Regions from separate parts of the Hordeum vulgare genome. Here all the other regions are linked to region 3. A link is a contact called in public Hi-C data. All regions are on one chromosome and are shown on one strand. Each heading gives the region's core, a stretch centred on a gene start, on an enhancer-like site or on the middle of the called end of the contact. The rest is flanking DNA. Distances are from core to core; before and after follow the strand shown.

Region 1 (2,700 bases), core at 186-2,685, 99 kb after region 3:
TGGTAATTTTTTGACCCAGGAAATATACCATTGGTAACTTGTGTCAAATAGCATGATAATATACGCACAACAGAGTTGATAACTTACTTAACCAAATCGTGAATACCTTTGACCACAAGAAAGAATCGTCGAAACATATCAACATGGGATCTAGTTTTGAAGGTCTCCATGTGGAGGATATTTTATTTGAAATATTATTGTGAATTGGACCGACGAAATCAGCTAAAAAGTTGTTTTGAATTTTCAAATTGCGAGAACCTTTTGTCCTTTAGTGTATGCTTGCATGTGCATGTGGGTAGAAGGTGTGGGAACCATTTTTATGCTCCCGTAACTTCTGTGCAAACATGATGATGATATACATACTAAGGGGAGCTCCTACCTCCTCCATTCTGCGGCAGGGAGTCCCTCGGTCACAGAGGACGGTCGCCAGACTGGGCCGGTCCAGTTCCTTTTTTCTGTTTCTTTTTTTCCCTTGTCTGCTTATTCCCTTTCTTTTTTTAATTTTTTGGTTCGTTTTTTCTTTATTTTTTTCTTGTCATTTTTTTATGACAACGACCGAAAGTTGAATTTCCCAATCATTTTTTGAAAACATGGACATTTTTTATACTGTGAACAATTTTATAAAAATGCGAACAAATTCAGAAGTACATTTTCTTAATATTGTTGAAATATTTTTATGAAAAATTGTTTAAAATCCAGATTATTTACTAAAAACCCAAAAACATTTTCTGAATTTCAAGAACATGTTTTGAAAATCCACAACATTTTTTGAAAAACACAGAACATTTTTTCAAATTCTAGACCATTTTCTCAAATTCCGGCACATTTTTTCAAATTTCGAAACATTTTTTAAAATTTCAGAACATTTTATCAAATGCCGAAACATTTTTCAAATTTTGGAACATTTTCTAAACATTCTAGACATTTTATCAAATTCGGAAACATTTTTCAAATTCCAGAACATTTTTTTCAAATTCAGGAACATTCTTTCAAATTCTGAAACATTGTTTTAAATTCCTGAACATTTTTACAAATTCCGGAACTTTTTTTCAAATTCCAGAACAATTTTTTCAAATTCTGGAACTCTTTTGAAAATCCAGATTTTTTTGAAAAAGAAACAAAAAGAATAAAAAAAAATACGGTTCAAGGAATCTCCTAGAAAGTTCCTAAAACTGAAAAAAAAAACGGCTAGAAATTTCTAGAACGTTCCCAAAACTGGGATCGGTGAAAGTGCTAATGGTCCGGTCCAAAACCTGTCGCTCCCTCACAGCGCTTGTGCGTTTACCCGCCTATTTAACTCAAAGAGCGTTAAATAGGGTTTTTCCATTCTGAAGTCGTGATCAGGGTTGAAATTGGGTAATGGGGCAATTAGGGCTGTTGCCCTAGGCGTGTGCCAACTAGCACCTATCCACATAGTAGCAAACATTTGAGAATTTGTGATGCATAGAAGCCGAGCCCGAGGCTTCACATCGTTTCACACTACAAGGCTTCAGCCCGTTAGCCCACCTCCAGATCGATCAGATCATCAAAACACAAAACCAATCGTGAGGTTGACACTTCCATGATTACATTTGTCGATCGGCAACAGGGAAACCCTTGACTCGCTCACTCGAATGGAGCGCATGTGCCGCCGCCCTCGTTAGTCGCCGGGTCGCCGACCTTGACTGTACAACTCACAGCCGCGCAGGTCCTAACCACCCGCCTCTCCTTCTTCTGATCTTCTCTAAGAGCAAGTCCAATGTTCCGATTTATTTCGTCCGCGCGCGTTTGTTTAGGTCGTGATGGATAAAAAGATCGACCCGACGTGTTGACCCAAACGGACGTCCGTTTGTTTTTATCCGTTTGCGATCCATTATGGGTGTAAATTTACACATCATTTGCGTTGTCGCGGACACGGAACGGACAAAACACGAACAAAGCGCACGTCCGTTTGGATCGCGCGGTTGGAGTTGTTCTAACTATTGAAATTTTAGTGCACACGCACTCCGCCGGGTAAATAGGTAATATGTACATTGTATCATCCAATTATTTCCCTAGTTCCTTATATTAATCAAACTTAGTGAATTGGCACTGTTAGGGAAGCCCTAGCAGTAGCGTGGGTTAAAGGGCTATCAGTAGCGAGGGCAGCCATGTTAGTGATAAGGCGCTACAACTAACCTTTAGCACTAGCGCGTGTCAAACAGCGCTACTGAAATCTAGGTTAAGCAGTAGCGTTTGTCCAAAAACACGTTGCTGCTAACTAGTTGTAGCGTCCTTGTACAGACTCATCAACTCATCACGCTCAAACCCTGAGTCATGCTCGTGAGCCATCAATCCTCCGTCGTCATAGGCGCTAATATTGAGATACTGTAGAGGGTCATCATCCTCGTCCATGGCATCTTGCATTGCTTCTTCGGCGGTGGCGACACCATCAGCCACTAATGGAGCCTCTTCCTCACGCCGTCCGCTATCACCCGGCATGACAGGCGACACTAATTGGGTAGGTGGGGTGTTGGTGTTCATACCTTGTTGAGGCTGCTTGGTCGTGGGTTTGCTCCCGACCGCCTCCAAACGAAGCAGACTCTTCGGCTACAACAGGACCCAAGTCATGCAATCGCCAAGCCGTCACGGGGTCTCGTCGTCATCTCCCCCTAGTGGTACCGGAGGAGCCAAATTCTCGTGCCCGGTAAGACACTGGCCACGGAAACCTTGAAGACGCCA
Region 2 (2,700 bases), core at 136-2,635, 97 kb before region 3:
CAGCGATACAAGGGACAGGAAAATTAATCAAACACGGGATACATACCTTTGGTGTAGCCGTGGCAGGCAACATCGGAGTGTTGGATGGTTGTTCTTGTACCTCCGGCGAACTCGACACTTCTTCCTCCGGTGAACCCGCTAGATGCCTCTCTCTCCCTCCGTTTGGGCGGCAACTGCTGAGAGTGAGTGGGGGAGGGGAGTGAGTGAGGGAGGAAGAAGGGGGTGAGGAGGAGATGAGCGTGATGGGAGAGCACACCACTAGTCGCCCCGCCACGTGCACTGCCGCGAGCTGCCGCCGCCGCACTTCGCCGCCCCGGGCGCCTGCGCTGCCGCGCGCCGCCGCCTCCTTTCTAGCCGCCTCGCCGCATGGTGCATTGCGCCCGCCGCCAGATCCGACCCGGCTCGCCATGGATCCTGCCGCCCCACGCGCCCGTCGGCGTCGCCTCCACCTCTAACCACCGCCACGACTCTCACCGGAGCCGGAGCCACCATCGATGGACCGGCCTCCTCCTCGGCTAGATCGGGACCGGACCGTGAGCCCTGGACCGGTGGAGGACATGGGCTTTTTGAAAAGACGAAACGTTTTTTTCCATTTAATGGAGGACCGTGGGTTGATTTTGAAATAACTGGGATACGTTTTTGCAAAACCCCACGACGGACGACAAAAGCAGTAGCTGCTTTATTATTAGGGAGAGATTAGGAAGAGAATTATGTTAATCCTTGCTTCTCTTAATTACCAAGGCAATTACTTTTGGCATGTCGGTTGCTCATGTCCCTTTGTATAGACACCTCATGGAGGCACCCTTTGTAATTCTATATAAGACATCATCATCAATGAAAAGGGTATAATTTGAATCATTTTGTTGTCTTTATCGTTTGTTTCTCGATTCAATTCAACACGTTATCAGCACTGCTTCCCGGCTAGAGCGATTCCATCGGCGCAGCGGTTCCTGGCTATTGCATCGCCCCCTTAGCCTGACGGAAAGGCCAGACGAAATAAAAATCGGCATGAAGGACGCAACAACTGCGACGGTCCTGATCTCATGTGACCCTCAATTCCACGGGTTTAGCCTCGAGGAAGATAGAAATCAGAGTGAGAGAAGATCAAGCAGTCATGCTCATACAAAAATCTTGATCTAATGGCTCCAAAACATGGTGCTACCTTCCGATTGCTATGCACGCAGCAGTTGGAGAGCGCCAACACACGGAGAGTCAGCCATTGGCTACATCTCCAACAACGGCTCTCCTCGGTCGCCAGAAACAATCGGAGCGTAGCCGCTACGTCCGCATCCTCAATGTCGAGCGATGGACTAGAGCGGACAATGACTGGCACGCGGCGTGGAGTCCCCAACATTTCTATTGTGGCGCAGCCACAGTGCACTCGGCGGCCACAACGACAGGGACTCGCGGCGCCTACCGCGTGAAGGCCACACCGAGGCCTCACCCTCGGCCGCCCGCGCCCAGGCTTTCGCCCGGCGGCCGCACCGGCTCCGAGCATCGACCGCACCGCGCCCGTCCACCCGGCCGCTGCCCCGTGCAAGTGGCCTCTGCCTGGCAGCGCCGCGCCGCGCCCACTCGTGCCCGCGCCCGCGCGCCTGCGGCCGACATCGTCAAGCCGTGGCCGCCCACACTCCGCCCGTTGGCCGCGATGAGGCCTCGCCCTCGGCCGCCCGCCCCGAGGCTCTCGCCCTCGCCCGCCCCGCCGGCTCGCGTCACGCCGTGCTCCGCCCGCGGGACACGGCCACCGCGCCGTTGGACGTGGTCACGGCGTCGGCTGCGCAGAGACGATGCTCGCCGCCTGGGCCCTCTTCCAGCTCTGCCAATGGCTGCTTACGGCCTCGCCTTCGCCGTTGCCTCTTGGTCCTTGGCATGCCGCTCTCTAGCCCGCCGTCGAGTCGCCGGGGCCGCCGCACCGGCGCATGGAGCCTGACCACGCTCGGACTCGCGAATGACGCGACTTCAGGCTCCAGCTTCCCTGGTGGATCTTCCTAAAGGAGGAAGATGGGGCGCCCGGACACTCCACGAGTCGTCGGTGATGCATGTGCCATGGGCGGCTTTCGCGCGTGTTGGTCTCGGATGCATCGCGTGATTTGGGGGATGGATGATACTCGGATTTCTCTGGTCGCTCCCGCCGCAAGATCCGGCCCGGCTCGCCATGGATCCGGCTGCCCCACGCGCCCTTCAGCCTCGCCTCCACCTCTGACCACCGCCGCGACGCTCGCCGGCGCCGGAGCCGCCGTCGACGGACCGGCCTCCTCCTCAGCGGACCGAACGGTGAGCCCAGGACCGGTGGAGGACACAGGCTTTTTTGAAAAGACGAAACTTTTTTTTACTTAATGGAGAACCACGGGTTGATTTTGAAATAACAAGGGACGTTTTTGTAAAACCGTTAGAACGACAGTAGCTTCTTTATTATTATAACAAACATGCCCGTGCGTTGCAACGGAAAAAAACACCCCCTTATACATATGGGAAGATATTTGTAAATCCTTTGACAACAAACAACATGATAAAAAGTGTTACATAAAAATGTAATGACTACATGATTTTTTTAGTGTACTCAATGTGTTTTAAAAAAAAATATGGGCACGATTTAAATAAATATGAAGGTCAACATTAATCCACTTGTTTACATAAACCTCGTATCAACAGTTAGTATACATCATCGTATATTGATTGACTATTGTGCACGATGAAAAA
Region 3 (2,700 bases), core at 148-2,647:
TACGCCGGTGTTGCAATATCACCCAATAAAATTTACAAACCTCCCGCGGCTATCCGTAAGAATACAAAACAACGTCGGCAGCGACAAGGCCGAGAGATGGACGCGAGAGGAAGCAAAGAAGCCGCGCGGTCGACACCACCGCCAGTGTGGAATTTTGGGTTCGCCCCGATTGTGGAGATCGCGACGTGTTTGACCATTGACTAAGCAGGGGAACAAAATCCGGCAGCTTAGTCCAGAATGATTCCGAGACAGAGGCGCTTCCATTTTCCCATCGGAACCGGAGAGCGAGGGGCAGAAAAGAAAGAAAGGAGGAAAGCAGCCCGGGGAAAGCGACCCCTCACCCCGCGCTGTACGTCACCTCTCGTTTCTTCGTTTGACTCGTCCCACCTTGCCTTTGAATGCCTCCTTTTTCCTGTGTTCCACACACTCTCCCTAATGCAATGCAACCCAACCAAATATGCAAATAAGCACCTGACGAAAGCGGAAATCACATGACAACTTTATAAGGTGAACCCTATATAAGTTTTTTCTTCTTCTTCCAAACAACTTGGCCGGAGCTCTGCCTTGCACTCCCACCACCTCGCGCGGCGTTGGATCTAGCAGGATGAACGTTATTTCTACTTTGCAACAAGGGCCTTGTTTCAAAAACATTTATAATAGAGATTGTGTTGCAGAATTTTTGTGCAACATAGGTTGTGTTGCGGAATTTTTTGCAACACTGCTTGTGTTGCGAATATATATTTTTGCAACATGGGTGTTGCTTCGGAAATTTTTTTGCAACACAGACAATGTTGCAGAGAATATTTGCAGTTTTTTTTTTGCTTTTTATTTTCCGCAACACGAGTGTTGTTGCGAAGGGCAATTTTGCAACACACAAAATGTTGCAGAAAGAGAGACGCAAAGACACGCATACGTGGGTCGCAAAGAGGAGGTGGCGGATCGCTTGTGTGCGATCCATCGGCTGAAGGTAATCATTTTCCAATATTTATAGTCAAGGAACTTGTACTAGTTTTCTCAACTCCAAGTATTTGATACAAATAGAGTAAAATGAAACAGTTTTTTATAAAAGAAATGAAACCGTTTGGAAATTGATACTGCAAGCTTACCTGGACACAACTATTTTATGTCCGAACTCAAATGAGCCTGCCTGAACTGTAAAATTATAAAAAATTCAAAACAGATCAAAAAATCTATTTTATTTCTACGAGGAACATTGATAAAATTTCTAAGTGTTTGCAAAATTTCATCATGAAAACACATTTGTGAAAGTCAAATCATTTTGAAGTACTAATTTTTATCTTTTTACTACAACTTCCATGAATGTCAATAAAGCGGCATGATGACCTTCCTAAAAAATACACACCCTCTAAATTGAGACAGTAATTAGTCCATTAAAAATATGATCGTACCATTATCTGATATACCGCGATAATTTCTAATTATTGCAAGTTTTTGCAGTACGTGGGGACACGCGGAATCCTCACGATCCGTGGCCCGATACGGATTGGAACGCCCGCACTATGTATGCCAGCGGTAGCTTTGAATATTTTCCATAAAAGGTTGCAGACGGGAAGCTCCCTTGGAAAAACCCGAGACGGGTAGCGGTAGGGAGCGTTTTGCACGAGCACGGAAGAGCAGGGCGCTGGGCGCAAAGACCAGTCGGTCCACCACCACCACTTCTGTTTCATATACCACAACGCCCACCTCGCCGCAGCGCTCTCCCTCCTCTCTCCCCCTTTGCTGCCGCTTCCACGCACGCACCTCACCTCCCCGCAAGAACGGAGCAGAGCAGGTAGCCATAGCCATGGTGAGGAAGGACAAGACCACCACCGGCATGAGGCTCCCGCCCCAGCACCAGGGGCTGGAGGTCAAGATCCCCAGCTTCTTCCGCTGCCCGATCTCCCTCGACGTCATGCGCTCGCCGGTCAGCCTCTGCACCGGCGTCACATACGACCGCGCCTCCATACAGAGGTGGCTCGACTCCGGCAACACCACCTGCCCGGCCACCATGCTCCCACTCCCCTCCACGGACCTCACGCCCAACCTCACCCTCCGCAGCCTCATCTCCCACTGGTCCGCCTCCGCCGCCTCCTGCTCGCCCGTCGCCGGATCCGCCGCCTTCTTCGCCGGCCCTTCCCCCGCCGCACTCGTCCGCCAGGTCGCCTCCTCCGGCGCCGACCCCTCCGCCGCGCTCCGCGAGCTGGCCGCCTACCTCTCCGACGACGACGTCGACGAGTTCGAGAAGAACGCGCTCGTGGGCGCAGGCTCCGCCGCGGAGACCGTCGCGGCCGTGCTTAGACGGAAGGGTGAGCAGATAAGCGTCGCGGGCGTGGAGGCGGCCGTCCGGGTTCTCGCCGCGATCGTGGCGCTGGATGGCATCGAGGACGCGAACAAGAGGCGGGTGGCCGCCGGCCTCGCCGTCGACGCGTCGGCCTCGGCGGCGTCGCTGGCCCGCGTCCTGCGGGGCGGGAGCGGCTTGGAGGCCAGAATTGACGCGGCGAGGCTCGCCGAGTTCTTGCTCGCCAATGCCGGCGCCGACGCAAAGGTGGCTGTGGCGGAATCGTCCGAGCTGGTGACGGAGCTGGTACGGCTGGTCGGGCCCGTCGACGAGAAGGGCGGCCTTGATAAGAAGGCCATGGACACCGGCCTCAGCTGCCTTGCGGCCATCGCAGGGTCGCGGCGGTCGGCGCGCGCCGACAT

Evidence for each region. A called contact is a pair of places that touch in the nucleus more often than the background predicts.
Region 1: a contact with region 3 is called in a Hi-C map of leaf, with 1.8 times the contacts expected there. The contact joins the enhancer-like site here to the promoter of LOC123426698 in region 3. A contact is called at or near these places in 2 of 6 Hi-C or Micro-C datasets (leaf and seedling).
Region 2: a Hi-C map of leaf shows a contact between it and region 3, with 4 times the contacts expected there. The contact joins the enhancer-like site here to the promoter of LOC123426698 in region 3. A contact is called at or near these places in 3 of 6 Hi-C or Micro-C datasets (leaf and seedling).

Annotation. Positions count from the first base shown.
Region 1 is chr2H:471,366,431-471,369,130 of MorexV3_pseudomolecules_assembly, forward strand. No RefSeq gene overlaps it. Among protein-coding and RNA genes, the nearest start is that of LOC123430272, 70 kb to the right of the region's middle. Within about 2 kb of position 1,436, at least 2 of the 3 cell types and tissues checked have open chromatin away from gene starts, as enhancers often do. A contact at or near this core is called in leaf, where this site is marked.
Region 2 is chr2H:471,170,841-471,173,540 of MorexV3_pseudomolecules_assembly, forward strand. No RefSeq gene overlaps it. Among protein-coding and RNA genes, the nearest start is that of LOC123426698, 97 kb to the right of the region's middle. Within about 2 kb of position 1,386, at least 3 of the 3 cell types and tissues checked have open chromatin away from gene starts, as enhancers often do. A contact at or near this core is called in leaf and seedling, where this site is marked.
Region 3 is chr2H:471,267,951-471,270,650 of MorexV3_pseudomolecules_assembly, forward strand. LOC123426698 (U-box domain-containing protein 27-like) reads left to right here and starts at 1,398. Exons shown (of 1, transcript XM_045110570.1): 1 at 1,398-2,700. The coding sequence starts at 1,805.